Linked DNA regions of Mus musculus: all the other regions are linked to region 5. The links are chromatin contacts, called in public ChIA-PET, HiChIP or PLAC-seq and promoter capture Hi-C maps. All regions are on one chromosome and are shown on one strand. Each heading gives the region's core, a stretch centred on a gene start, on an enhancer-like site or on the middle of the called end of the contact. The rest is flanking DNA. Distances are from core to core; before and after follow the strand shown.

Region 1 (3,652 bases), core at 559-3,058, 670 kb after region 5:
GCCAGGTCTCTTCTTGTTATGGCTCATCATAAGAGACAACGTAAGAGAACCGTCTCCTCTGTTAATGCCACTTCAGAAACTGCCACTAAGGAGTCGGCAGTGTGTTCTCTATCTGAGAACTGCATCCATGGATACCATCAATCATGAATGGAAAACATCTGAAAAAGTAACTCTTCCTCAGCGTTCGCCATTCACAGACTTGTTCTGCTCATCAATCTCTCAACGAGTCAGGATAACAACTACTTAAATACAGCATCAAATTTGTATTTTGTAGTCAAAATGATTTCCAAAGGCTTTAAAGTACAGAAGGACATATATGTAGGTTATATGCAAATAACTGCTTCGCTTTACGTAAGGGATCTTTACATAAGGCGTCACTGGATGAGGCAACCTGAGATTCAGGTTCTAGAGAGGACTCCTGGAAGCAACCCACCTTGGATATCAAAGGACGACTATAAACTAATGCGACAGTAAAAATAAGGTCTAAAGCAAGAACCTTAGAGTGAGAAATTATCTGAAATCAGTTAAAAAAGGAGAAAAAAAAAAACCCTAGCTTCTGCAGCTGCCGGGGAGACCTCTAGCAAACTGTAGATACTCCTTTTAATAATGAACTTTTAATTAGTTGGCTGTATAGAGTTTTGTAAAGCCCTTGGCTATAAGCTCAAAAGGAAGCGGCATAAATAAGCATCAAATAACCAAAATGTAGACAGAGAGGAAAGTCTGGTACTGTGGATGGCTCTCTCTTTTCCCAATAAGATTCCTCATAATCTAATCCCTTCAGAACTTCTGTGTGAGAAAACAGAATGGTGTTCAGTAACATCCCTTAGTACTATAAAATTCTGATTCTAATCCATGTCAGAATTATTTTAGACGTTGAAAGATAAACCTGGCATTTTATCAGAATCTGTAAAAGGAGAAGTTACATGATATACAGTCAAGATAACACCCTAAACCCTACAGTAAAAGGCACTGTTTATGGGAGTTACAAGATATACCTGCAAGCTCTCAGTGGGCGCTCACGGGAACCGCACTTTGGAATCCCGTGTCCCTTTCCTATGGACCCACGAAAGTCTAGATACTCAGCAAACTTCCTGAAAACAAAGTTTCCACCTCAACTCCGGCGTAGCTAACAGCTGGACAAAGTCAAAGGCAAGCGAGTCGGCGACACAACTCACCTACAAGCTCTCCGATCATGAAAAGCAAGTAGAGGACGGCAGCGATGGTCAGCCTGGTCTTCACCTTCCTCTGCTTCAGCAACTCGCGTCGCTTGCTGCAGTTGTCACAGGGGTCCATTTTCAAACTCAGCTGACTGTTGGTTAAAGGTAAGTCCTGGTCCAATAAGGAGTCATCGTCGGCCTGGAGGGCCGGGTGCGCCCCGTTCACAGGCCTTTCCGGGGCTTCCGAGTCATCGTCGGCCACCACGACTCGAAGTTTATTAAAGCGCGAAAGCCCCTCGTCGCTCACCTCGTCCGAGAAGTCGAAGGCGCTGGTGTCATTTAAGAACAGCGGCGTGTCGTCTTTCCTCAGCAGGGATTTGAGGCGCTTCCACGCGCCGGGGCCGGCCATGGCAGCGGAGGGGCGGCCGGCGACTCCGCCTTCACCGGCGCTCGGGCTCCTCAGGGCAGCGCGGCGCGTCCCTGCCCATCGTGAGGAGAACGAGACCCCGCTCCTGTCGCCGCGCCCCGGCCGCGCGCCAGCTCCGGACTCGGCGGTGCTCGGCTACCTGCGGGCCGACGCCGCCGCGCATCCCCGCCCGGAGCTCGCGCTACTGCGACCCGGGCCAGGGACCGAGGCCGAGCCCCAGCCACTGCACCCGCCCGCCCCGTGCCGCTGGGAGGCCGGCCGCGGGGTCTGACAGGCCCGGCCTCCTCCGGCCCCTGAACGAGGCGGCGCGTGCGCCCGCGAGGCGCGAGGGGAGGGGTCGGCGCGGGCACGCAGGCCGCCGCTTGGGGGCGCGCCGAGGGGGCGTGGTCGCGCGTCGCCCCCTGCCCCCGCCCTCCCGGCCCCGCCTCTCGGGCTCTGAGGTCTTGTGCGCTCTGAGCCCCCGGGTGTGCCGCGGGAAGGTCCCCCCGGAGCTGGGTGTCACTGCTCTGAATTCCCTCCACTGGAGATGGGTCTCGGGAATCTCAGGTCCGATCTTGGTTATGGATGGTCCGTGGAAAATGTCCTTTAGTGCTTTCTTACCAAGTGGGAATCCTGGTAGCTTTTCTTCTACCCAATCGGCAAAAAATTGCCGATTATCTTGGTCAAAAGGCTAGGACAAGACTAGGATGGTCAGTAGTTCTATGGCTTGCTTTAAAGTTTCCTGTTTCTCAGCAAATATGTGTCTTCCTTCTGTGTTCACTGCTACGCTCCTTGGGCACAATTGTGTGAGCTTACTTTCCCTATGTTTCATCACATTCTCAAATGTCCTCAAGAAGCAAGATTAAAGGCAACACTGTTGGTAGAATTCATTTTAAAGTGTAAATCCTTGGCTTCCACCTTTCTTTCCTTTTGAGATCCTTAGGATCTAATCCAGGGGCTCATGCAAGTTAGACACGGGGCTACACCTGCATCTTGCCTGTGGTGTCCTGCAAGCTCCTACTTCCCCAGGGTTTACAAAGACAATATTTTAAAAAGTTTTTATATCTTACCAAAATTTCAGGTCACAAAAATACAATGAAAAAAATCACACGAGGCAATTTTAACGATTCTGTTGACACCTTAGAATCCGGTGCGAAAAGAAAGCCCTGGCTACTTCTGTATTCCAGAGTGATCCCTCAGTCCTAAGTTTTCCCCCAGAGCTGCAGTCATGAAAGCAAATTAGACCCTCCATGGTCCCGAGATCAGGAAGGGAAGGCTATTGCCTAGAATTTCATCAATCAGGACACGATGGTAATAGCCAAAGGGAGACAGCTTACGAGCCATTACATTCCTCGGCTCCAAATATCTTAGGAGTAGATTGTTCTGTTGTTTTTAATGTCCCATTTAACTGCCTACAATGTTTCAGGAGTGTCATCGGAGTCTCTTAAATGCAGCCTCAAGGTAGGAGGGATGTGAATGTTTCAAGAATAGTTGAAATAAAAGGATGGGTTGTTTGGGGACATTTCCAGCGCGCTGTGCTGAGGAGGACTGCCTTTGTGCGTTCTGTTCTTTCACTCGTGTCTCACTGGATTCTCGAGAAAGTGATGAGACGACAAAGCCATATTTTAAGCTCTGTCCATAAATTCTGTGATGACCCCACTCTTCAGGAGGTAAATTCCCTTACCTTTGCTTGTGGACAGCACTTAGTAATGGCCTATGACCTGTAATGAACAGTCTGTGGCAGAAGTGACTGTGACTTACAGACTAGGTCATAAAAGGTGCTGCAGCTGTTTCTTTATCCTCACTCTTAGATCTCTTGCACTGTGAGGAGACAGCTACCACATCATGCTAAACTTATCCAGCACCGTGGGAAGGTCTGTGAGAAGGAGCTTAGCCCACCAACTGCCATGTGAGTGAGCCATTAGTAGTGGACCTTCCAGCCCTAGTAAATCCTTTGGATGACTTTACACTGGACAACTGAAGCCTCACAATGCATCCTGGGCCAGAACCACCCATCTAGGCCACATGCAGATGATGCACAGAAACTACACAAGATAATGAATGTCTGCTATTTTAGGATAACTTTTTT
Region 2 (3,204 bases), core at 363-2,862, 710 kb after region 5:
TGAAACTTATAACCAAGCAAGGGTGCCAGGTGTTTCATCATGTTTACCATGTTGTATAACTCAGACTTTGGAATATACAGTTTGGAATTAGGGCTAGGGCATCAATAGTTCACCAATTAGCAAATTTATCGAGAATTATTTTGGTACTCTATGCATAAGAGTTTCTATTTGTCATTTTTAATTCAAAAGAAGAAAACATAAAATAATGAATGCAAGGAGGAGCTCAGTGCTAAATGGCAGGAGGATGTTTGTTGTTGTGAAATGTCTTCACTGTGACTGCTGAATGAAAGGGAGGAAATAATGAGATAATGAATGGTGTCCACAGTAAAGGTGTGTTTGAGTGTGCTGGCTCGTGTCTGCTGGAGGACCAAGAATTCAAGGCCATCCCTAATTACATATTGAGTCTAAGGCCAGATTAGGCTACAGGACACCTCACCTTGTGAAACAAAACAATAAAAAAGATATTATCCTAGAGCACTTAAAAGATGAATAGGCCTTTGAAAAAGATACTCTAGTTTGAAACAGGAACAAGCACAATGGACAGCGTACAATGCCCAGATTGCACAAGATGTTTGAAGAGTAATAAATTGTTTTCCTATTTGTATGACAACACTAATTATTACACATTCTATAGTTCAGCAACCTCACAGGGTTGAGTTCCATTACAAAAGCTTTAGGGGAGGAATTGGTTACCAATTTTTCTGGAGGTCACCCACCATCCAGAATAATGACTCCCTTCCTCTGTCTTCAAACCCATCAGTGTTTGTTTAATCATCCTTTGTAATCAAATCTTTTTTCAGACAGCCCCACCCCATCAGTTTTACAGACTGTTACCTTGGGTCCTTGGAGTACCCTTCCTATTTTAAGGTTATGTTAACTAGTAGCTTTTATTCGTTGCCATGCCCTCTAATATATTTAGAAGTCTCAAGGATTAGTCTGTGGACATTCTACCGTGGAGAGTTGAGAAGTTACCCTTGAAAAGTGGCTAAAGTGAAACTGAACATAAGATGGTGACAATAGGGAGCCAGTGCATTCCAGGGGCATGGCATTATTTGTTTATTTATATTAGTTTTTTTTTTTTTTTTTGAGATAGCTTTGGCTACAATATGGAAAACTGAACAGGTAACCTGAGGAGCAACTAGAGATGCTACTAGAGGTCAGAGTTTACAAAAGGGTCGAGAATCCTTACATTTGCTGTGGAGCTGAGTCTGTCCAAGTCTACATACTTTCCTTTAGAACTCATGATATCATCTTACAGGAGCCCAGCATGTGCTTTTGGTAATTTGACTTAATTTGTCCAAATGATGCTCCAAGAAAGCCTTTACGTCATTTCCAAGCACTGGAAGAGATCCTCAGCAACGCTCAAGCTCAGAGTTCGTATTGACTCACTTAGCGGCCCGAGTTATAAACTGGACACAACACTGGGGACATTCACACGGTTATGGCGACATCCGGTCCTCTAACCTCTCTTCCGGGTTCCGCCGGCCACCCTCTGTGAAACCGAACCCGCACGCGCACGGCTGCGCCTAGGGCGCTGACACGGGGGGGGCGGGGGGGGGCGGGCGTTCCGGACTTGCAGTAACGTTCTGCGTCGGAAAGCGAGGTTTTCCGCTTTCGTCACTTCCGTGTGCCTCGGCGGCTTTCGTCCGGATGGACTCTGGAACGCGTTAGGTTTCTTTGCCTGTGACTTCTCCACAGCACTCGCCTCACGCAGCGCCCAGTGCGGGGATATGAGTGTTCCTGAGCCACCGCCTCCAGACGGGGTCCTTACGGGGCCTTCCGACAGCCTGGAGGCCGGCGAGCCCACGCCGGGTACGGCTGTTTTGCGGGGCGACTGCCCACAGGGGCCGGGTTCGAGTGGGTGGGACTCCAGCGCAGGCGACCCTCCTGCCTAGAGCATCCTGGCCAGGCAACCCTGGTCCCGCGAGGAAACGCACTGTTGGGTGCGGTTTGTGTTAAAGGTTTGCGTTTGTGTTGCTTTTCAACTGTTTGTCACAGGGTTAGTGGTTGGCGATCAGTCTGCCAGAGAGAAGGTAGATTTTTAGGAAACTGTACAATAGTGTCTACTCATGAAATACTCTGACCTCCTAGGTGACATTACTTCATCCGAGACTCCAGCAGCCGTCCGCACATTTCCAGAAGAAATTTAAGCATTGATGCCCGAAGGCGTCCGTTGGACGAAGCAGTTAATTTGCTATATAGGCAGATGGGCACTGTTTATACCATCGTTTTTGTGAGATTGAAAACACCACTCAAATCATTTTCTGTGAGCATTGGTTCATATGAGAGAAGCTAGATGGAGCTTCTAAAAATAATCTCTGCGTTTCAGAAATAGGAAGCTACAAATAACCCAGCATTTCCTGGCAGTGCTTTTCTTTAATGACATATCCCTTTCATGACTTGTTCAGTCACATTAGTAATACTCTGTAGTACCTACTTGGAACCTGGGCCTCTCTCTTTCTCCCTTCCCCTCCCTTCTCCCCCTCTTTCTCTCTTTCTGCACATAACGAATGGGTGGTATGCATATAAATAAAAGCAGATGTCAGAGAGTAGGGCAGAGATAGGGATAGGTGCTAGCTGCAGGTTCAACTCAGGACTTATTTCATGTTAAACAAGTGCTCTACTACAGAGCTAGATCCCTAGCCTCAGCTGTCTGATCTTCTTGATAATGGTGTGAGCTTACTCTCCCATGAAACTGAATTTGCACTCTTGGATTCAGTTCCCTCTGTTTCATGTAGAGGATTCCGCAGGGCATTAGCATCTATCTCCCCTCAGCAGTGTAAAGCTACCACCGCTAGTCTCTCATTCTCACAGCATGGTGTGTCCATTGTTGTAACTTTACTGCCCCAACACAAGCTCCAGGCATGAATCCTTAGAATCCTAAAATGGCTTCTTGCCACTTACTGAATTTTCCATAGAATTGGCACTCAGGGACCCTCACAGGCTGACTCACGGCATATATTAATAGCTCACTGTTGCTTTCTGTGCATGGCCTTGCTGTTCATCCTTGCAGTTTCTCATTCTGTTTAACAATGTTGCACCCCCTCGGCTCCTTTCAGATTTGTATCCATATGAAAGTGGTGGCTGCAGTCTAAGTTGGGGCCATTTTTTAGAGGGTTTTTGCAGTTTCAAAGATGGTCACATGTTCTGTTCCACACTGTTTTCTAAGAATGTCTCCCATAGAAATAGGAGCGTGCAAGGATT
Region 3 (3,296 bases), core at 748-3,247, 740 kb before region 5:
ATCTACTAAGGGACACACTCCACCACTACATCTAGCTTTTAAGATACTCCCTGGTACTGTAATGACTATAATGGACACATCACCCAGAAGAGAATGAATAAGAGATACCTGGAGCCAATCTTTCTATGACCTTGTCTGCCTTTGGCAACGGGACCACTGCGTAGTTATACAGAACACATGTGTGATTTTTTTTTAGCACCATTACAGTCTGCATTTGCAGCCATTAATTACTAAGACTTGATTATAGCAGGATCTAAAATCAGAGTCCTAAATTTCGGCCCTACTGACTAATCTGAGTGTGATTCCTCCTGTACCATTTATATCTATTGTCTAACCTCTGCTAGCCTTAATGGAAGCTGACTCTGTACTTAATTGCTGCTGTCCCTTAGACAGAGACCCTCTGCTGGTCTAAAGGCTCATCTCTACAGTTGCTATGGAAACTGTCCCCTTGCTCCACTCTGGCTTCCTGCCACATATGCCACTCTTTATGATTGTAGTAAAGGCCTGCACATTTTCCCATGCCATTTTCCAGATTCGGGTTTGCAGCTGGCAGTGTATGGGAAGAGGCACCCTACCATCTGATGTCCTGAGAGTAGTTTTCTTGTCTCTGCTACAGAAAGGATTTTCATGGCATGTCCAAAGTACTTACAGTATGGACTGGATGGTTAGGTATAGTATGTTTCAAGATAGGGCTAAGATTTCTGTGAGGTACTTAACAGTCAGAACGTGGTTCACTGGCAGGCTTGAGGTATCAGCTATTACCTCTTTTCTATCCTTTTAAGGAGTAGGATTTCATGTGTGCACATGTGAGTGCAAGAGGACAACCTGGAGTGGTGTCCCTCAGACACCCTTTTCTTCTTTGTACTATAGATACCAGGGTCTCTCAATGGTATAGCTGGCCTGCGAGCTTCCAGAGATTCATCTGTCTCTCCCTCCTAGTTACCATCTCTGCGATTCCAAGTGCTCACCGCTGTGCCTGGCTTTTTTTTACAGTTCTGAGAACCTGAACACTTGCTTGCCAGGGAAGTACTTTACCAACTGAATCATCTCCGTAGCCTTTCTTCTCTTCTACCATCTCCAAAGTGCAAGGTAAATGGAAGAAAAAGCAAGTATAACTGGAGCCTAAACACAGGCCTTCTCTCTGATGCACACAACAGAATGACTCAGGGTAAGATCAGCTGTAGTGGTGGAGAGTCTTTGAAGAATGGGGAGTTGGGGGTTCAGCAAGAGAAGGGGAGAGGAAGGAAAGGAAGGGATGGAGAGAAGGAGAGGGAAAGACAGAGAATATTAATTCAGTTCTGTACAGTAATTACATGGTCTCCTAAATTTATCCACTGTGTCACATCCCTAGTAGCTGGGAAGTCTTTCCTGGGTTTTACTCAAATACTCTTTGCTGCAGTCTGAGCTCATTGCACTCAGCAAATATGGAGACTAGCCAACCACTATCCTTGGAATAACTACTCTCCAGGGACTCAGGGTAGGAAGGTCATCCTGTCCCCTCCAATACTGCGCAGCCTGATTGACCACGCCCGGAGCTCGGGGCAAGGACGGGGAAACCCAGGTTGGTAACCTAGACCCTGGCATGCAGCGAGGCGGGGGGAAAAATAGAGACAACGATAATTGCCAGATGGAGACCACGATAGAAACCCCGAGACAGCGAAGGGCAAGATGGCTCCCCAAGGTTCGAGAGAAGCTGCGGAACTGCCTCCCACACTGTGCTCAACGCAGACACAGCCTAACTAGATGGATGTTGTTCTCGCGCCTTGGACTCCGCCCTCGGCTGGGTCTCGCAGAACCCTTACCCTGGCTCAAGTCGGAGAGGGGCACTTGGTCAGGAAAACTGCAGGTGGATGACTGCAGCCACCACCCATAGCGGCACAACCACCGCATCCCCGCCCCGCCCCTGCGGCGCTTCAGCCCCGCCCCTAGAAGGCAGTGACCAATGAACGGCTCCTGCCGCCGGCCTTTAAGAACCGCGCGCACTCTCCCCGCAGCGGACGCAGCTAGCCTAACACTCCGCGGGAGTTTCCATGGCGACCGAAGCCGGGACCGCGCGGCCTGGCAGCGTTGCCATGGAGACAACTCCGGAGCTGGGGCTCCAGAGCCTCGGTGCACCGCCAGCTCAGAACCCGGCGGAGCCTCTTTGCGAGGCCGGTGCCGCGGTAGCGGCAGCGCGCTGGGACCTGCGGAAATACTCCTTGCTCATCGTGATCGGCGATATCGGTACAGAGAGTCAGCTGAGGGCCGTGCGGGCCCACCTTGAACAAGGTGAGCCGCTCTCCTGGCTTTTACGCAGTACTCCATCCATGCCTCTCCGCCATCTGCATTCATCTCCCAGTGCACATTTCTGTCTCCTCTATCTCTATGTGCACTTCCCGAAACCTGCGACCCTGTCACCTGCATCTTCCATGAATGTGCCTCTGTCCTCTCGAGCTGCCAACACCTTGCTTGCCCATCCTTTCTGCATACCCCATTCTGTTCCGCAGTGTCCCGGAGCAGGAGCAGGAGAAGCTCCGTGGAGACCCTGGGGTCCCTCTGGTCACACCCCTTTCCCGAAGCCACTGGACCATATATCCGAAAGTCCTCATCAGACCCTGAAAAGTCCATGTCCCTACCTTACAATTTCTTCTTTAGGGGAGGTTTTTGAACGCGAGGTACACATCTCAAATCTCTGAATGCTGGCAGCCAAGTTTAGAGAGTGACCTTCGTGGCTCTGCAGCTCACCTCCCTCAGCCGTGCCTGTGGCGCAGTGCTGCGGAGCCACCTGCGGGTGGAAGCAGGGGATGGAGGCAAGGGAGGGGGCATAGGAGAATCTAGAATCTGATTTAGCAAGAGGGATCATTATGGAAACCTACAGTATATGGAAATAGACCCTTGCGTGTCACTTCTACCGTAACTGTTTTGCCTTGAAAAACAAAAACTCCAAGCTCATTTATTAGTAAGCCCATTCTAAACTCTGCTCTTTGCCCTCTGGAAAGGGGAAAAAGCAGGTACTAGCTATCCTTCTTGGAGGCATCACCTCCCATTTCTTTCCTCTCCCAGGAGCTTGGCAATGCTTTCTGTGGGTGACTTTGACTAGAACCCTCTTATTTTTTTTCCCCCTTTTCTTTTACAGGGATTCTCTCCTGGAATATTGACTTATCATCCTTTGACTTGAACCAACAGTTGAGACTCTTCATTACCCGGCACCTAGCTCACTTCTCCTCAGAGGTCAAAGGTTAGGACTAGGGTTATTTGTCTCAGTCCTTTGGGTCCAGTATCCAGGCCAGAACTGGCCTTATGGGAGGATTGGGTAG
Region 4 (3,675 bases), core at 184-2,683, 890 kb before region 5:
CCCCAGAGGCTGGACTTACTGGGGAGAGTCTTCCTCCAAGAACCAGAACCCGAGTATCAGAAAGCCTTGTCATGGTGTGATAAAGGCGTCCATCCCACTGGCCTTCAGTCCCCAAGGTACTTATTTGGCAGCCTTCCCATTCCGAGTCACAGGATCTGGAGAGCACGTGAAACCTGCTCACTCGGCAGTGTCGTCCCTCTTGTTCTCCAAAGCCTCCTGCACTGAAAATAACGCCAGGGCTCAAGAGGGCAGAGGCGTGGCCATATCGCTTCAGGCTTGAGTGCTGGTGGTCACTAGTGACTACTCTGGCAGAAAGAAACCCTGAAGGCGAGGCAGGATCTATCTGAAAAGAAGCCTCTGAGGGCTCAAACACTGGAGTTTCTGACAGAATGTCTCCCCTAGATGCTGCCAGGATGAAATAATGTGAACACTTCAGATGCCACTCCTCATATTCATCAAAGGGTTCAAGCGTCTCAACCCGCTGGCGCTCTTCTGCCGAGAGAAGGCGGCGATAGAACTCGTTCAGGTCCAGGGCGCTGCAGGCAGTCCAGCCAGCTTGAAGGAAGCGCTGGCGCTGGGCCTTCACGACGGGAAACAGCTCCAGGCCATGCAAGGGTGAATGCAACCGCTGAAAGTGCTGCAGCATGATCTGCCCAAAGGCATCCCCCGGCTGCATCTGCTCATAGATCACGAAAAGGGCGTCGGGGAAACGCTGGGCGGCCCAGGCAATGAGGGCTGTGGCACTGGAGGGCTCCAAGTAGGTCAGCACCGCCTCGGCCAGGAGCAGCGTGGGAGAGGTGGCGTCCAGGCCGGCGCCATCCAGGGCCTCTCCTAATCGCTGGAGCTCCCGCAGGTCCGCGCCCAGGATGCGGTAGTCCGCGCTCTCGAAGCACAGAGATGACGCCGAGTCCCCGATCTTGAAAGGACCGGTCTGCGCACGCAGCTCCGGGGTCTCCTCGATCCTCTCCGCCTTGAGCCGAGACACGTCCGGGAAGTCCACCTCCCAGACGGCAGCTCGGGCCAGGAGGCCCGCCGCTTTCAGACGAAAATAAAGCGAGTCGGAGCCTGAGCCCAAGGACAGGATCTGGGCTCTGGTCCGGGACGGGAGCGCGCTAGTGAGTTCGAGGAAGGCGCGCACGCAGTGACGCACGGCGCGCGCGCGCACGTAATAGCCGCGGTGGATAAGCGGCGTGCGCCGCACGGGTCCCGGGACCAGCAGCGCCGCAAAGGGGTCGCGCACGTATCCGTGTGCGGCAAGCGATCGTTTGCTGAGGGAGCTGCTGTCGTTGGTGCTCTGGACCGTTCCCGCCCGGCGCTGGCGGCCTCGCGGGCCCATGACGAGAAGGTGCTCAGCAATACTGCACACAGAACACTTACCGAGCTCCCGCTCATCCGCTTCTGGGTGCGTCACTTCCGAGAAGACCGCTCTCTGCCAAAACCCGCGAGAGGTTTTTTGACCTTCCCCCCCCCCACCCCCCCTTTCCAAATTACGTTTTCCTGGGAACACGCCAGCTGCTTCGGTAACAGCTAGCGCTTGGAGAGCTCAAGTTACCTCTTTGTACAGGCATTTTCTGCAGGGAAAAAAAAAACTTGTGTAGATCCTCTTATTTGAGAACATTTTTAGGTGAATCGGAGGCTGACGACCTGATACCGGTTTGGTCCGGCAAAAGAGGACCAGCACCTCGGATCTTAAGCAATCCAGAGTAGATTGGTCCTTGCACAAAAGTAACAGTTGCTCCTTTATTGAGTGTTCTCGTTGCGAGGGAGAACTCATTTAGATCTTAAATTAGGCCATATGGAAAGTGAAGAAAGAGACCTTTACGGATAATTACTGATTATTATTAACCCACTGCCCCTGTACGTGCTGTTTATTCTCATGTAGTCTAAATTCTGTGCTAGGTCTACAGTGAGTAAGTATTCAGCATGTAAAAATGACACTCCCCTCCACTTCCAAGATTCTGTGATTCGTATGTGGTATTGAGTATGTCTGCTGAAAATCGCTATAGAAGAGATGTGATTATTCCCTGTGGCGTTGTTGTTTAAAGGAAGCAACCCAGGTTGGACTTTTAAAGTTTCTACATTTGATGCTTAGGAGATACCAGTAAGAAAGCACTCCCAGAGATGCGTAGAAACTTCATCATTTACTAATTTAGTGTCTGCTTGGATTAGGAAAGGAAATAGAAAGACTTGAAGAATGGTTAACTCAGAGCAGTAGTATGTAACGGCTGAGAGTATGAGTTCTGGAGTCCAACTGGATCAAGAAAAATTTTCTATGAAGATTTGGTTATTGGAAAATGTTTTAGGGTTAGGAACTCGTTAGTGGTCTTAGAAGAGCAGATTGTGTGGCAGAATGATTCAGTGCGTGCAAGATATGTTAATAAAGGCATCTAGTCGACCAGAAGGATCAGAGACAGGAGGCAGCAAATACTACCCTCCATCCAGAGACAGGATTTTCGCCTGACAGACCCAACCCATTTAAGGAAAGTGTTTGTGCGACGTAAATATGAAATAACATGTTTTCTTGTAAAAGCAAATTCGTGCTACATGTGTAAGCTAACCTGACCTACGCAGTAGATTAAAGGAGCCCAGAGTTAAAGGGACAGACGAACGCTGGATTTTTAGTTTTCGGGTGTTTTTTTTTTTCTTGTTCTTTTTTTTTTTTACTAGTCATTTCCCCATTGCAGACACACCTAAGTTAGCTTTGCTTAACTTAAGTTAGTGGGAGCAGGGGGTTGAGGGGGCTTGGGAGGTGTAAAAAGAAGATATCAGCAGTGACTGTGTTTCTGTTTGCATGTTAGATCTGAAAATAGTTACATTTGTTATTGTAGGTGAAAGTGATCCCAGAGCCACACATAGTGCAAGTCTTGTTTAAAATGGCAATCTGAAGGAAGTCCAGCACCTCAGAGATTCCCACTTTGATAAGTTTATCGTCCAAGCCGAGAATAAGAGCAAAGAGAAACTTTTCCTTCTACTGAAGTGATGGAGGCCGGACAGCAGTGGCCTGGGAAGACAGACTTTTATCTGCAATTACCAAAAGTGGTAAGAATTAACTACAGAGTTCTTGTTACTGTATAATGGCTTTTGTATTGTTTTCCACAAAAGAGAAGTAAAGCTTATGGGTAGAAATTGTAGAGTGGGTATAGCTGAACCAAGTAGCTGGCCTAGTATAAACTACAACTAGGAACCAGGCCACCAGGGCCTGATGTATGGGGCTCTGGATCTCGTGGACTCTTGTGAACTGATTGTCCTCTTGTGTTAGGAGCTCCATGCCCACTTGAATGGCTCCATTAGTTCCAGTACCATGAAGAAACTGATAGCCAAGAAGCCACATCTTAACGTTCATGGTCACATGACCATGATTGACAAGGGGAAGAAAAGGACTTTACAAGAGTGAGTTTGGGAGGTTGTGGGAATTTTTTGTGGCTGTATTTTGGGATTATAATATATAAGAATCAGATTTTAATACTTAGATAGGGTAGACATCTGGCATAAAATATATAACCTAACTCACAGTGCTTTTCCAACTGTCAGACTGACAGTATGTTTAATGATTTATATTGTTTGTCATATTGAGTTGTTCCTTAGATTTGAAAATAAAGACAGATTGATTTTTCTCTATTTGCTAGTCCTGGCAGGATTAAAGAATAGGAATGGCTGTTTCATACTTTTCAATAT
Region 5 (3,583 bases), core at 453-2,952:
TAACATTCACAGCGATTAGACTGGTATTTGACTAAAAGCTAGGGGACATAGGTACCACAGTCTAGTCAAGCTGATAAATAGAATTAGCCATTCTGTTGCCTTTGACCTTAAAATAGTTTTCAGACTGGTTCCTTCCTCTCCATTGTCACTGGCTTAATTTGGGCTTGAGTTATCCTTGCAGAATTAATTCATTCGAGTTGGAAATCGCATAGCTCAGTGGTAATGCAAGGAAGGCAGAGGCTCTTGGTTTTATCCTATACTTATGTACTAGGTACTTTGTAAAATCATAAATGGATTTTTTTTTTTTTTTTTTTTGGTTTTTTGAGACAGGACTTCTCTGTGTAGCCCTGGCTGTCCTGGCACTCTGTAGACCAGGCTGGCCACCACGTGTGCCACCACGCTGGGCGGATGCTTTCTTTTATAGAGCGTCATCTCTCATTTTAATAATGCTGTCGAACAGCTGAGCGTGGTGGCGCACGCCTTTAATCCCAGCTCTCGGGAGGCAGAGGCAGGCTGATTTCTGAGTTTGAGGCCAGCTTGGTCTACTGAGTGAGTTCCAGGACAGCCAGGGCTACACAGAGAAATCCTGTCTCGAAAACAAACAAACAAACAAACAAACACAAAAAAATTGCGGTAGAACATTTCTTGAAAGACCACCTTATAAAATGTTTACTTGTAGACGAAAAATACACAAGAAACGGAAAGTACTAAGAATGGCTGATGTGTGTCTGTTTTTTTTAAAGACTTAAAACCTAAGCTCATGCCTTTAATCCCAGCACCTGGGAGCCAGCCTGGTTCACAGAGCGAGTTCCAGGACAGCCCAGGCTACAGAGAGAAACTTGTCTTAAAAACAAAGCAAAACAAAACAAAAAACTTTAAAAACAATGAATATATTGGAAAATCAGACAATATCTAAACTAGCTCCTTCCTTCTTAATGTCCTTACTGGGAAGCCCTGTGCCAAGGGGGAGAGAATTTTGCTCCTTTTAGGTTCTTTTTATCAGTTTACCTGTTAGAATGCACTCAGATGAGCACCACAAGCCTTCTCTCTACCAGAAATGCACCGGAGCACAAGTCACTTGGTTTCTCAAACTCCAGCTTCACCAGTGCCTACCGCGGGCAGAAAACTGAAACTTCCGTCGTCGTTAATGCTACCTTTTTAACATCTAACCTCATAATGCTTCTTTTTGTTGCAGCCACTGCACTGTGTCGAAATCTGTTTACATAACTATTTTGCTACTGTGTTGAGGACAAACTAGAATAAGCCTGGGACGGACCACGGAACTCCGAAATGTTTTCGCCAAAACAATCACCGTGCAGGACTTCGGGTGATCACCGGAAGGGAGAACCAGGGAGACTTGGAGTATACTTCCATCTCCGTGCCCGAATGCTAGGAGGCCACGGGATATCTGCCCTGTCCACTTCCTCCTCGCTGCTCGCCTGCTGCCGGCTCACGATCAGCCAGCACTAGAAGACCCACTCGCTAGCCGAGCACCGCCCGACTCACGCGTGCGCACTTCCTTTCTCTTCTCGCGGGGGGTGGGGGATGAGGGGGTGAGGGGTGTGGCTTGGGGGGACCAGGCTGGTCCGCGTCTCCCAGCCCAGCGTCGCCCCACCCCGCCCGCCCCGCCCCTGCCGCGCGCGTCGCCCGTGGGGCGGAGCCTCTGCCGGGCGCCCAGTCAGCCACTGTCCCAGCCTGCCCTGCGCGGGCCAACGAGAGCCAGCCCAGTGACTCACCTCTGCCGCGCTAACTCTTCGCAGCTCTTCCCATCGCACACGCTCACCCCCGGTTCGAGATGGCGGCGGCGGCGGCGGCGGCAGCGGCGGCGGGGGACTCAGACTCTTGGGGTGAGCAGAAGTTCCGGCCCAAATGCGGGCTGTGGCGGCCCCGCTCCCACGCGGGTACTAACGCGACTCGCTCTCTTCCGTAGACGCGGACACGTTCTCTATGGAGGACCCGGTGCGGAAGGTCGCGGGCGGCGGCACGGCCGGCGGGGACCGCTGGGAAGGCGAGGACGAGGACGAGGACGTGAAGGTAGGTTCGGGCCCGGGAGCCAGGCTACGCCCGTGGGCGCCGGCTGCGGGCGGGGAGATCGGGCCCCCGGGGCGCCGCCCGGGCCTGCGGGCCGTGGGTCCCGCGTGAGCTTCGGCCCGGAGGTTCCCTCGGCTGGACGGCCATGTGGGCAGCAAGGCGGCAGCTTGTCCGGCCGGACTCTGCGGAGGGTGGTGACCGCCTGGGCCCCAGCCCTTCACCGAGGGTCGGCTCTCTGGCCTGGAACCTAACTGGAGACGAGAAGTGACAGCAGCAGTCCGGTCGGCCCACGTGCTATCTTCGCAGTCCAGAACCTCTCACCGAAACTAGGCGAACAGATCGGGAACTCGGTTTCAGTGTTTGTCCCATATGGAAAGTCGTGGATCCGCTTTTCCTAGTTCGGCTCTCCCATGTGTCAGTAACTTAGGTATGATTGTGAAGGCCGGTAGCTCGTTTGAGCGATTAGATGGAGAAAATACATTGAATTTTCTAAACTAGAATTGGAGTAGTAAAACAACTTTTAGCTCTCCCTTCCCCCACCCTGTGGTAAGAAGGATGAACTGAGAGCACTGAGATAACCATCGGGTTAGTGGACAGAACTGTGAACTCTGAAAAACAGAGCTAACAGTTATTCATCTACACAGGGACAGACAGGCTTAGAAAAAAACCCCAAAGAGTTGGTGGTTGTGGTAGACCAGGGGCCAGTGGTTTGTTTGTTTTTTTTTTTTTTTGTATTGTAAATTCGAGTCCTATTCACCTTTATTGTTCTTAAAAACTCTCACGGGCTCATCTTACAGCTTTAGATATACTGTTTGGATTTTTCATTTTTACTCTGAACTTTGCTGAAGTGTATGTCTACTTTACCAGACAGCCTGAATTTGAGGAATGAAGTGATCTTTGTGTACATTGAAGTTAATAATGAAGTTAATAATAGTGCTGTTGACTGGCTACTTACGTGCTTTCTTTATCTATTGTATGTATACACTTGGGCATGGTTTGTTACCGACCTTATATTATCCTATCACGGCAGATTTTCAGTTTTGACTTTTCACTTTTCCTAGGAAGTAGAAGTTAGGACATCTTATAAAGTTAAAGAAGTTAAAGTTGGGCTGGAGAGATGGCTCAGCGATTAAGAGCACTGACTGCTCTTCTGAAGGTCCTGAGTTCAAATCCCAGTAACCACTAGCCACCCATCTGTAATGAAATCTGATGCCCTCCTACAGTGTACTTATATGTAATAATAAATAAGTCTTGGGAAAAAAAAAAAGTCAAGAGATGGGAGTAAGTTTAAAACAAAACAGGGGACAGTGGGGGGAAAGTAAAGGAGGCGGGAATAAATGCCAAAAGGTTGTTTAAAGCTTTCAGTAATGATGCCATGTAGTATCTACCTGGGGTTATGGAATGTAAATGGTGTCATTCCTGATGTTTATAATTCGTATCACTTAACAGTGGTTGTGGACCTTCCTGGTGCTGTGAACTTTTAGCTTGTATTTAACATGTTGTGGTGACCTCTCCCAAGCATAAAGTTATTTTTTGCTACTTTATAACTAAT
Region 6 (3,303 bases), core at 274-2,773, 580 kb after region 5:
GAGGAGACAGGGCAGTCCTTGGGCAGAGGATGGGTGGCCTTGTCTTCAGCTGCACAGGAATTTCGGGAGGAAGCTGTAGCTGCCTGGGTGCTCTGGAAAGTTCGCTGCACCCATCCTGTTAAGGATCCTCCAAGCTTAAAAGCAAACAAACACACACACACACACAAACAAGGTATGGTTAAAGTGTGAGACTCAGGATAACACAGATATGTACTTGAGGAGACCCTAAGATGTTGACTAGTAGAGGGGTTTTGGGTGATTAAAAAAAAAACCCACATAACTTTTTGTTGATGATAGACTGATTTTGTTTTTGTCATATGCTGTAATCTTTTAGAACTCCCAGAAAGATCTGGTTCCCAGCAACATGTTTCCCATATCTATCTCAAAGTTTTTGCAAACTAATTTTCAGAAACTTTCTTAGAAGATAGGCCATCCTCTTCCTCAAGGAAGTGCCCAGTAAGTACCGGCAATGTCCAACTGAAGGAGGAAGTCTTGCTTTTTCAGTTTGGAAGGTTACCAAAACGGAGTTCTTTTTACTGTAAATAACATGGGATCTGAAAAGACCTTATCTTTCAGAATAAGCAACCCCAACCTTTTTTTTAATCACTTTTTTTTTTCATTTCAAGTCAGAGATGACTGTCATGTGTACCATAAGGATTAACCCAGGCAGGCACAGAATGTAAACTTAAAAAGAGATCTAAGCATATTAAAAACCTTCTTTCTTTCTTCCTTCCTTCCTTCCTTCCTTCCTTCCTTCCTTCCTTCCTTCCTTCCTTCCTTCCTTCCTTTCTTTCTTTCTTTCTTTCTTTCTTTCTTTCTTTCTTTCTTTCTTTCTTTCTTTCTTTCTTTCTTTCTCTCTTTCTTTCTTTCTTCTTTTTAAGACAGGCCTGTATAACCTAGCGCAGGAAGATTCCCTTACCCACTCCCCCTGGCAAACCTCATCCCGCCCCCAAACTCTATCAGGCTGTTAAAAGTCCTCTAAGAAGGGAGCTAGAGGGACTCTTGGGTGGAGACCCAAAGCAAGAGAGCAAATGACAGCTGTTCAAGAACCAGCTGCTGGCAGAACTCATCTGCCAGAGCTATTCCTGTCAAGGAGCAAGGGAGGGTCTGCAGGCATGGGCTCGGATATCCCAAGGAAGCAGAGGGCCTGGCAGAGCAGCAGGTGGGGGACAGGATGGACTCATTCCAACTTCCCCGGTAAAGCCCAGGGATCCCAGAGTTTCAGCTGGAGCCGGCCTGTAGGCTCCGTCCATGCCCTCACATGCATCTTCCCAGAAAACGCCCTCACGGGCTACGGAACACAGACCACGCCACCCTGTTACCGGGGTGTCCAGTCTCCCTCTGGGTCCCCATCCTGCATCCCGCAGAGGTCCCGAGGCAGCGTAGGGACTCACCCGAGAGCCGATGTAGTGCACCGCCTCGGCACCTCGGCTGCCTCCGCGCAGACACCGCACCCGTAGCATCGCCCCGTCTCTGCTGCTCCGCGTGCACAAGGTCCTAGTCGCCAAGCTCGCGCCAGCTCCCAGCCTGCGGCCGCGCGCGCTGCTTTTGTAGCCGCGCCCAGGGCCTGGCCCATTGGCTGCCAGGAACAGGTGGCCTCGGCGTCCGTGGGTCACGTCCCGGGGCTGGCCCTTTTTTTTTTTTTTTTTTAGCTCGTGCCTCCCGTACTGGCTCAGGTCAGCGGCGGCGAAGACCCATGAAGAGGCTACCCAATGCCTAGCAGGGATGATGGTTCCTTAGTCTCTCTTGTTGGAAGTCCATTTTTCAACCTGAATGTGTAAACCCCAAGGCCAGTCTTAGTCCATGGGCCACTGAGTGGAACGGCCCCGAGTTAGCTTCCAAGTTTGTCGACCTGAGCCTATGTGGTGGTGGTCTTTAGAACACTGGTGGTCTTTGGCTAGGTGCTCCTGCTTTGAGAAACTCAGTTATGAAAACAGGCAGATAATAATAAGTCAAAAGTAATAAGGAGTGGGGGAGCTACAGTTAGCTTCTGCTTCTGAGGCACATCTTAAAAGGTTTCTTTCAATATGACTTGGGTGCTTGATTACAAAGTAGTTCCCTTAACTGGATTTGTAGAACTAAAACTAGAGAACTCAAATAGACACATCACTTCCTAGCAGAAGGGGCAGATTTGAGTACTTCTTGCCTGGCTGTGTCGTCCAGTCTGGCTTCCGGCCCTCCATTCTCCTGGATCCCGCGATTATAGGCTTGTATGATGAGCACCCCCCACCCCCCTGCCGGCTTCTCTGTGTTGTGTTTTCTAGAAACTGAGAACGGTGACATTGATAGTCCCTGGTCCACGAGCTAACCAGAGACCAAAATAAACGGTGCCGGTAAAGTCTAGGCAACTCTTAAGAGTCGTATGATTACGAGGTAATACTCAACAAAGAGGTCTCAAGGTCCTGATATGGTGAAGGGAGCCAGTGAGTCTAGGTTCCTATCTTAGCTCTGTTCTTAAAATGCTGTGTGGCTTGGAAGCACAACCCTGGACCTTTCTATCAAAGGCTCGCTCCTTCTGCTAGTGAGGGCTTCGGGGAATCTGAAGAATTTCTCAAAACTTAAAACTTTTACCCAATAGATGAACTCAATCAACTCTGGGGACTATGTCTTTGGGTGTACTTAGGGTGACCAGAGATGTACCCTTCTCAGTGAAGGGATTTAAAAAGATGGTTAAGGTTCAGGATATAGCTTAGTAGAAGAGTGCTCTCACTCACCTTGTATTTAAAAGCAGCCAAACAACCGAACCAACCAAACCAGCCAAAACAAACCTCACCACAAACCTTGTAAGAGCCAGCATAGTGGTTCAGTCAACTTTGTAAGTTCCAGGAGGGCTTGGTCTGTCTGATACTTTGTTTCAAACAATGGCTGGTAAGTACACATAAGAAGACTTTCACTTTGCTTGGTTTCCAGTTTTGTCAGAGATCTATAAACACCTCATGACCCTCATTGAAGACATTATTTTTATTTTGAAAGTGCAAGATCTAAAAGTATCTGACAAAAATTAGGGGGCAATTTAGCTTTAGACAATGGGAAATGCTTACAGCCAGACTGACACCCTCATCTCTTGTAATCCAGGAGAGGAGCAGAGGAGAGAGCAAGCCCCACACACCAGCCCTACTGTTATCGAAGCAAATTAAACCACCCCCCCTAGACTTTGTTTTTTTCTATTTAGAGGATTGAAAAGAATAAAATCAGGGAAAAATTTAACACTCAAGTTCAAATAAGGTAACTCAAGTATATTTTCACAGCTAGAATGTAGTGAGAAAAGCTACACTAGTATTTGACTCCTAGTAGCATTCTGCT
Region 7 (3,535 bases), core at 903-3,402, 620 kb after region 5:
CCAAAGGCCTAAAGTAAATAAATAAATAAATAAAAATGACAAATAGACAAGCTCAAAGTGCTTTTGACCTATTTGCAAATATTGCTTTAATTTCAAGTATGCAGAGAAGTGAGCAGCCTAGAACTAGAAACACACGTACTTTCCAGCTATTTTGACATATTTCTGTTCATGTCTGTCATATCTGTCAAAATGAACTCTTTGAAAAGAAGTTATGTTACCAAAACTGTTAGGATCATAACCCGTATTCTGACAGTCCCTAACAAGCTAGGCTCAGCTACTCATCCCCAGCCAGTAAAAGAGACAAGCATTAATAAAAAGCAGAGAAAGATGTGTTCAATATGGCTACGTTGGGAGGAGGCCCAGTGACCCTGTCCCCCTCAAATCCATTCCCAGTGCCCTGAAATGAGATTCAGGCTAGAGAAAGGATGATCAAAACATCACCGAGCAGTTGGGTAAGATGCAGTTCTCATCACTGGCTGTCATTGTCCTGGCTCCAGCCTCCCTTGCAAGATGCTGTGACAAGTGAGAACCCTGTGAGGTCTCTTTCAGGGGGACAAACTTCTCCTCCAACTGGCACCAGGATCCAGAGCTTCATCCTTTTTCTTTTCACCTTGAGATTTCTGGGGAAATTCCAATAGCAAGGGCTCTATTATTTCAATAGCCTAATTACCAAGGGGAGGAGCCCTTACGTGACAAGACACTTCTTTAGAGTGTCTTCTCAGGGCAGAGGGCATAAAACAGCTGATAGCTGCTGGGAAACTGAAGGAGTTTACTGCATGGGATTTTTCACATCAGGAATGAAGTGGGAGAGACTGAAAACGCAGATTATTATCATAAGCCACAAAGGAAGCAGACAAGGAACTTAAGCTAAAGACGGAGATGATACTTCAGTAGAGACATGGCTGTCACAAGCAGAGGTGGCAGGTATGCATTGATAGAGACTTTGAAGACCAAAGATCAATGCCAGCAGTCCACAGGAGAGCCATGATCAGCCAAAGCAATGGCAGAGGAAATGGGTGTGTGTGTGTGTGTGTGTGTGTGTGTGTGAGAGAGAGAGAGAGAGAGAGAGAGAGAGAGAGAGAGAGAGAGAGAGAGAGAGAGAGAGAGAGAATGCATTGGAATGGCCAAGGAAAAATCAGAACTAGACCCCACCTCTAAAGACTCCCCAGCACCATGCAGGGACCAAGGGACATACAGCCACCGAGGGACACTTCCCAACACCACAGCAAAGGTGTGCACCTGAGAAAAGAAGGCTTCTAGGCTGTCATTGGTCTCTTAGCACTCCAATATGTTGAGGCTACAGTGATAGAAACTAAGGTGATCAGGAGAAAGGGGAACTGAGCAAACCAGGAAGAGATCAAGGAGAGACCCTCTATCTCTGTGGCTGGCAGGATTAATATCATCAGCTATGAGTCCTAAAAAGTGCCTAGGGCAGCTTTGGAGGCTGAGCCTTAGAGGGAACATCACCTTGCCCTTACTGGTGAAGACCTACAGGCCTTGCCTGGCTGGCCCTAAGGTCTTTCACACCAGCCTGGAACCTCACCCTGTACTGGTCCTGGGAGACCTCAGGCAGTGGAGGAACTGGTAGTGGGGAAGGATATCCTCTCAGGGTCCCAGCCCCAAGAAAGGCCTGGGCAGGACCTGCTCTATTGCCCTTACACATTGGGCACACTGGGTGTGTCCTCCATAGCCAGAGGGGAGTTGGAAAATTCAGACGCCCATGGTGGTAAGTTTCGGTAGATGATGCTTTGCATAACAAAGATACCTCTCCTATTCCTAAATTCCCTTTGAGGATGGTACCAGGGCTAGCACTTGGGAGATGTGTTTCCTCTCATTGAGAGACTTCTGAGAATCACTTGGCTAAGCCTGAGTTCAGCACTGACTAAGCCCCAGGCACCTTCCGGAGCATACTTTAAACAGCACGTCACCCTTTCTTCCTTTCTGCCAGACCTAAGGCAGGCAGCCCTCGGCAGAGAGCTCTTGCCCACTCTTCCTCTACTGAGAAGTGGGTGCTCTGCCCTTCTCACTGAGACCTGTGACCCTCAGCGCTGGGCTGGGATTGGGAAGTTCAGTGTAGCCAGCTCTGAGTTCTCCCCTCACACCAAACTTCCTGCTTCTCTGGATTTGAGTCACCGCCTGCCTCGGAGCTCACCGCAGGCTTGTTCTGGTCTTGAGGGCAGGATGTTCTCTACAGCTTCAACCCCATGATAGGAGGAAACAGCTGTCCCTGCCGCAAGTCTCGGTCACAGGAAGGAAAGGTGAGTGCACCGAAGCAGAGGCAAGGGTCACAGTTCACAGCTGTCCTCAACGTTCACTTCTAAGATCCTCATTTTCTTTCCTTTCCTACACACCTCCTCTTTATTACAGAGGACCCAGAACACGGAATGTGATTAATGGTGAACACTTGTGAAGTTTTCATACTGCAGCCAACCTCTGCCATCTGTAATCACAAGATCTTCAGATAGCTTCGGACTCAGTGGATATTTAAACAACAGACACAGGCCACGTGTAAGTGATCAATTGACAGCACAGACTAGGTCTTCACAGAGCTTTGGCCTCAGAGTGGAAGAAATACTTTCCCAATAGCACACAGAAAGTTAGTTATAAGGCTATGGGAGGAAAGAGACAGGACCAAACACACAGACAGCAGGTGCCACTGGGCCCAAAGCAGGCGTCCACCCCCTACCCCTTCACCCCACCCTCACCCCATCCCCCACCCCCACCACAGCCGGTCTGAACAGTGGTTCGGAGGGGGCTCCTCTCTCAGCAGACAACTCAGTGTTGAGAACGACGTGAACATCAAGATAAACTAGCTTGAGATCATATTATACGCAACCCAGTTCTCAAAAACAAGTCAGAGTACGAAGCCACTATAGAGTCATAGGGAAACAGAAGTATATCTGTTCAGCTTTGCTGAGTGCAGTCTGGCAGCCTGTGTACAGGGCCACGGTACCCTGATGGCCCACTGTGGGAAATATTCCCAACAAAGACACAGTGGTGTTGGGAGCAATGTGCTTTTAAGGAGAAGAACATGAAGGAAAACCACCTGATATTAAAATATGAACGAAGAATCTACGGCTGTGTGAAGTGTACCCATTAAAAATGGCAAGGATGTGTGGCATCCTGCAGGTGAGGGGTAACCAGATAGCAGAGGCCAGGCCAGGAAATGCTAGGGCATAGCTTATGTTCACTAACATATGGAAAACTGCAAGTTTAGAGCTGTATAGGGTAGAGACTGTAATGTGTAAATATACTTTTATGCTCACAACTAATTTTTGGAGTAATTCCAAGTGTGTAAAAGTTATAAAAAGAACTTTCACACTCCCCACTAGATTTCCACCATAAATGTTTTACACCATTTTTCTTATAATTTTCTGTCATTATCTATCTATCTATCTACCTATCATATCTATCATCATCTATCTATCTATCTACCTATCATATCTATCTATCATCATCTATCTATCTATCTACCTATCATATCTATCATCATCTATCTACCTATCATATCTATCTATCTATATCTATCTATCAT

Evidence for each region. Promoter capture Hi-C pulls out the DNA fragments that hold promoters and counts their contacts. ChIA-PET counts read pairs in DNA pulled down with a chosen protein or histone mark. HiChIP or PLAC-seq counts read pairs in DNA pulled down with a chosen protein or histone mark.
Region 1: a contact with region 5 is called in a promoter capture Hi-C map of liver, with 2.4 times the contacts expected there. The contact joins the promoter of Slc30a4 here to the promoter of Eif3j1 in region 5. A contact is called at or near these places in 4 of 39 promoter capture datasets (the 3T3-L1 cell line, cranial neural crest, liver and 1 more), 1 of 115 datasets of contacts at active chromatin or transcription factors (pro-B cells) and 1 of 9 other capture datasets (pancreatic islet).
Region 2: a promoter capture Hi-C map of pre-B cells shows a contact between it and region 5, with 9 times the contacts expected there. The contact joins the promoter of Bloc1s6 here to the promoter of Eif3j1 in region 5. A contact is called at or near these places in 8 of 39 promoter capture datasets (the 3T3-L1 cell line, 3T3-L1-derived adipocytes, the C10 cell line and 4 more), 1 of 484 Hi-C or Micro-C datasets (pre-B cells), 4 of 115 datasets of contacts at active chromatin or transcription factors (bone marrow-derived macrophages, memory CD8 T cells, pancreatic cancer cells and 1 more) and 2 of 9 other capture datasets (adipose tissue and liver).
Region 3: a promoter capture Hi-C map of hippocampal neurons shows a contact between it and region 5, with 2.3 times the contacts expected there. The contact joins the promoter of Map1a here to the promoter of Eif3j1 in region 5. A contact is called at or near these places in 3 of 39 promoter capture datasets (the C10 cell line, hippocampal neurons and liver).
Region 4: an H3K27ac HiChIP or PLAC-seq map of microglia shows a contact between it and region 5, with 6 times the contacts expected there. The contact joins the promoter of Lcmt2 here to the promoter of Eif3j1 in region 5. A contact is called at or near these places in 1 of 484 Hi-C or Micro-C datasets (uterus) and 2 of 115 datasets of contacts at active chromatin or transcription factors (bone marrow-derived macrophages and microglia).
Region 6: a promoter capture Hi-C map of hematopoietic stem and progenitor cells shows a contact between it and region 5, with 3 times the contacts expected there. The contact joins the promoter of Gatm here to the promoter of Eif3j1 in region 5. A contact is called at or near these places in 7 of 39 promoter capture datasets (cranial neural crest, hematopoietic stem and progenitor cells, hippocampal neurons and 4 more), 2 of 484 Hi-C or Micro-C datasets (embryonic stem cells and macrophages), 4 of 115 datasets of contacts at active chromatin or transcription factors (bone marrow-derived macrophages, large pre-B cells, microglia and 1 more) and 1 of 9 other capture datasets (macrophages).
Region 7: a contact with region 5 is called in an RNA polymerase II ChIA-PET map of memory CD8 T cells, with 61 read pairs. The contact joins the enhancer-like site here to the promoter of Eif3j1 in region 5. A contact is called at or near these places in 2 of 39 promoter capture datasets (the HPC-7 cell line and pre-B cells) and 3 of 115 datasets of contacts at active chromatin or transcription factors (effector CD8 T cells, embryonic forebrain and memory CD8 T cells).

The regions. Positions count from the first base shown.
Region 1 is chr2:122,700,855-122,704,506 of GRCm38.p6, forward strand. Slc30a4 (solute carrier family 30 (zinc transporter), member 4) reads right to left here and starts at 1,809. Exons shown (of 7, transcript NM_011774.3): 1 at 1,176-1,809. The coding sequence starts at 1,566. It overlaps 4930417H01Rik (a long non-coding RNA gene), which reads left to right and starts at 1,785. Exons shown (of 5, transcript XR_866691.3): 1 at 1,785-2,130.
Region 2 is chr2:122,736,893-122,740,096 of GRCm38.p6, forward strand. Bloc1s6 (biogenesis of lysosomal organelles complex-1, subunit 6, pallidin) reads left to right here and starts at 1,613. Exons shown (of 5, transcript NM_019788.3): 1 at 1,613-1,812. The coding sequence starts at 1,731. Bloc1s6os (biogenesis of lysosomal organelles complex-1, subunit 6, pallidin, opposite strand) reads right to left here and starts at 1,470. Exons shown (of 2, transcript NR_156706.1): 1 at 1,190-1,470.
Region 3 is chr2:121,287,605-121,290,900 of GRCm38.p6, forward strand. Map1a (microtubule-associated protein 1 A) reads left to right here and starts at 1,998. Exons shown (of 7, transcript NM_032393.2): 1 at 1,998-2,268; 2 at 3,116-3,217. The coding sequence starts at 2,031. It also overlaps a transcript of Trp53bp1 not described here.
Region 4 is chr2:121,139,265-121,142,939 of GRCm38.p6, forward strand. Lcmt2 (leucine carboxyl methyltransferase 2) reads right to left here and starts at 1,434. Exons shown (of 1, transcript NM_177846.3): 1 at 1-1,434. The coding sequence starts at 1,336. It overlaps Adal (adenosine deaminase-like), which reads left to right and starts at 2,829. Exons shown (of 10, transcript NM_029475.2): 1 at 2,829-3,039; 2 at 3,260-3,390. The coding sequence starts at 2,980.
Region 5 is chr2:122,026,878-122,030,460 of GRCm38.p6, forward strand. It overlaps Eif3j1 (eukaryotic translation initiation factor 3, subunit J1), which reads left to right and starts at 1,703. Exons shown (of 8, transcript NM_144545.4): 1 at 1,703-1,847; 2 at 1,931-2,034. The coding sequence starts at 1,796.
Region 6 is chr2:122,609,754-122,613,056 of GRCm38.p6, forward strand. Gatm (glycine amidinotransferase (L-arginine:glycine amidinotransferase)) reads right to left here and starts at 1,524. Exons shown (of 9, transcript NM_025961.5): 1 at 1,395-1,524; 2 at 1-134. The coding sequence starts at 1,463.
Region 7 is chr2:122,650,394-122,653,928 of GRCm38.p6, forward strand. No RefSeq gene overlaps it. Among named protein-coding and RNA genes, the nearest start is that of Mir147, 11 kb to the left of the region's middle. Within about 2 kb of position 2,153, at least 165 of the 459 cell types and tissues checked have an H3K27ac peak or open chromatin away from gene starts, as enhancers often do. A contact at or near this core is called in the HPC-7 cell line, effector CD8 T cells, memory CD8 T cells and 1 more, where this site is marked.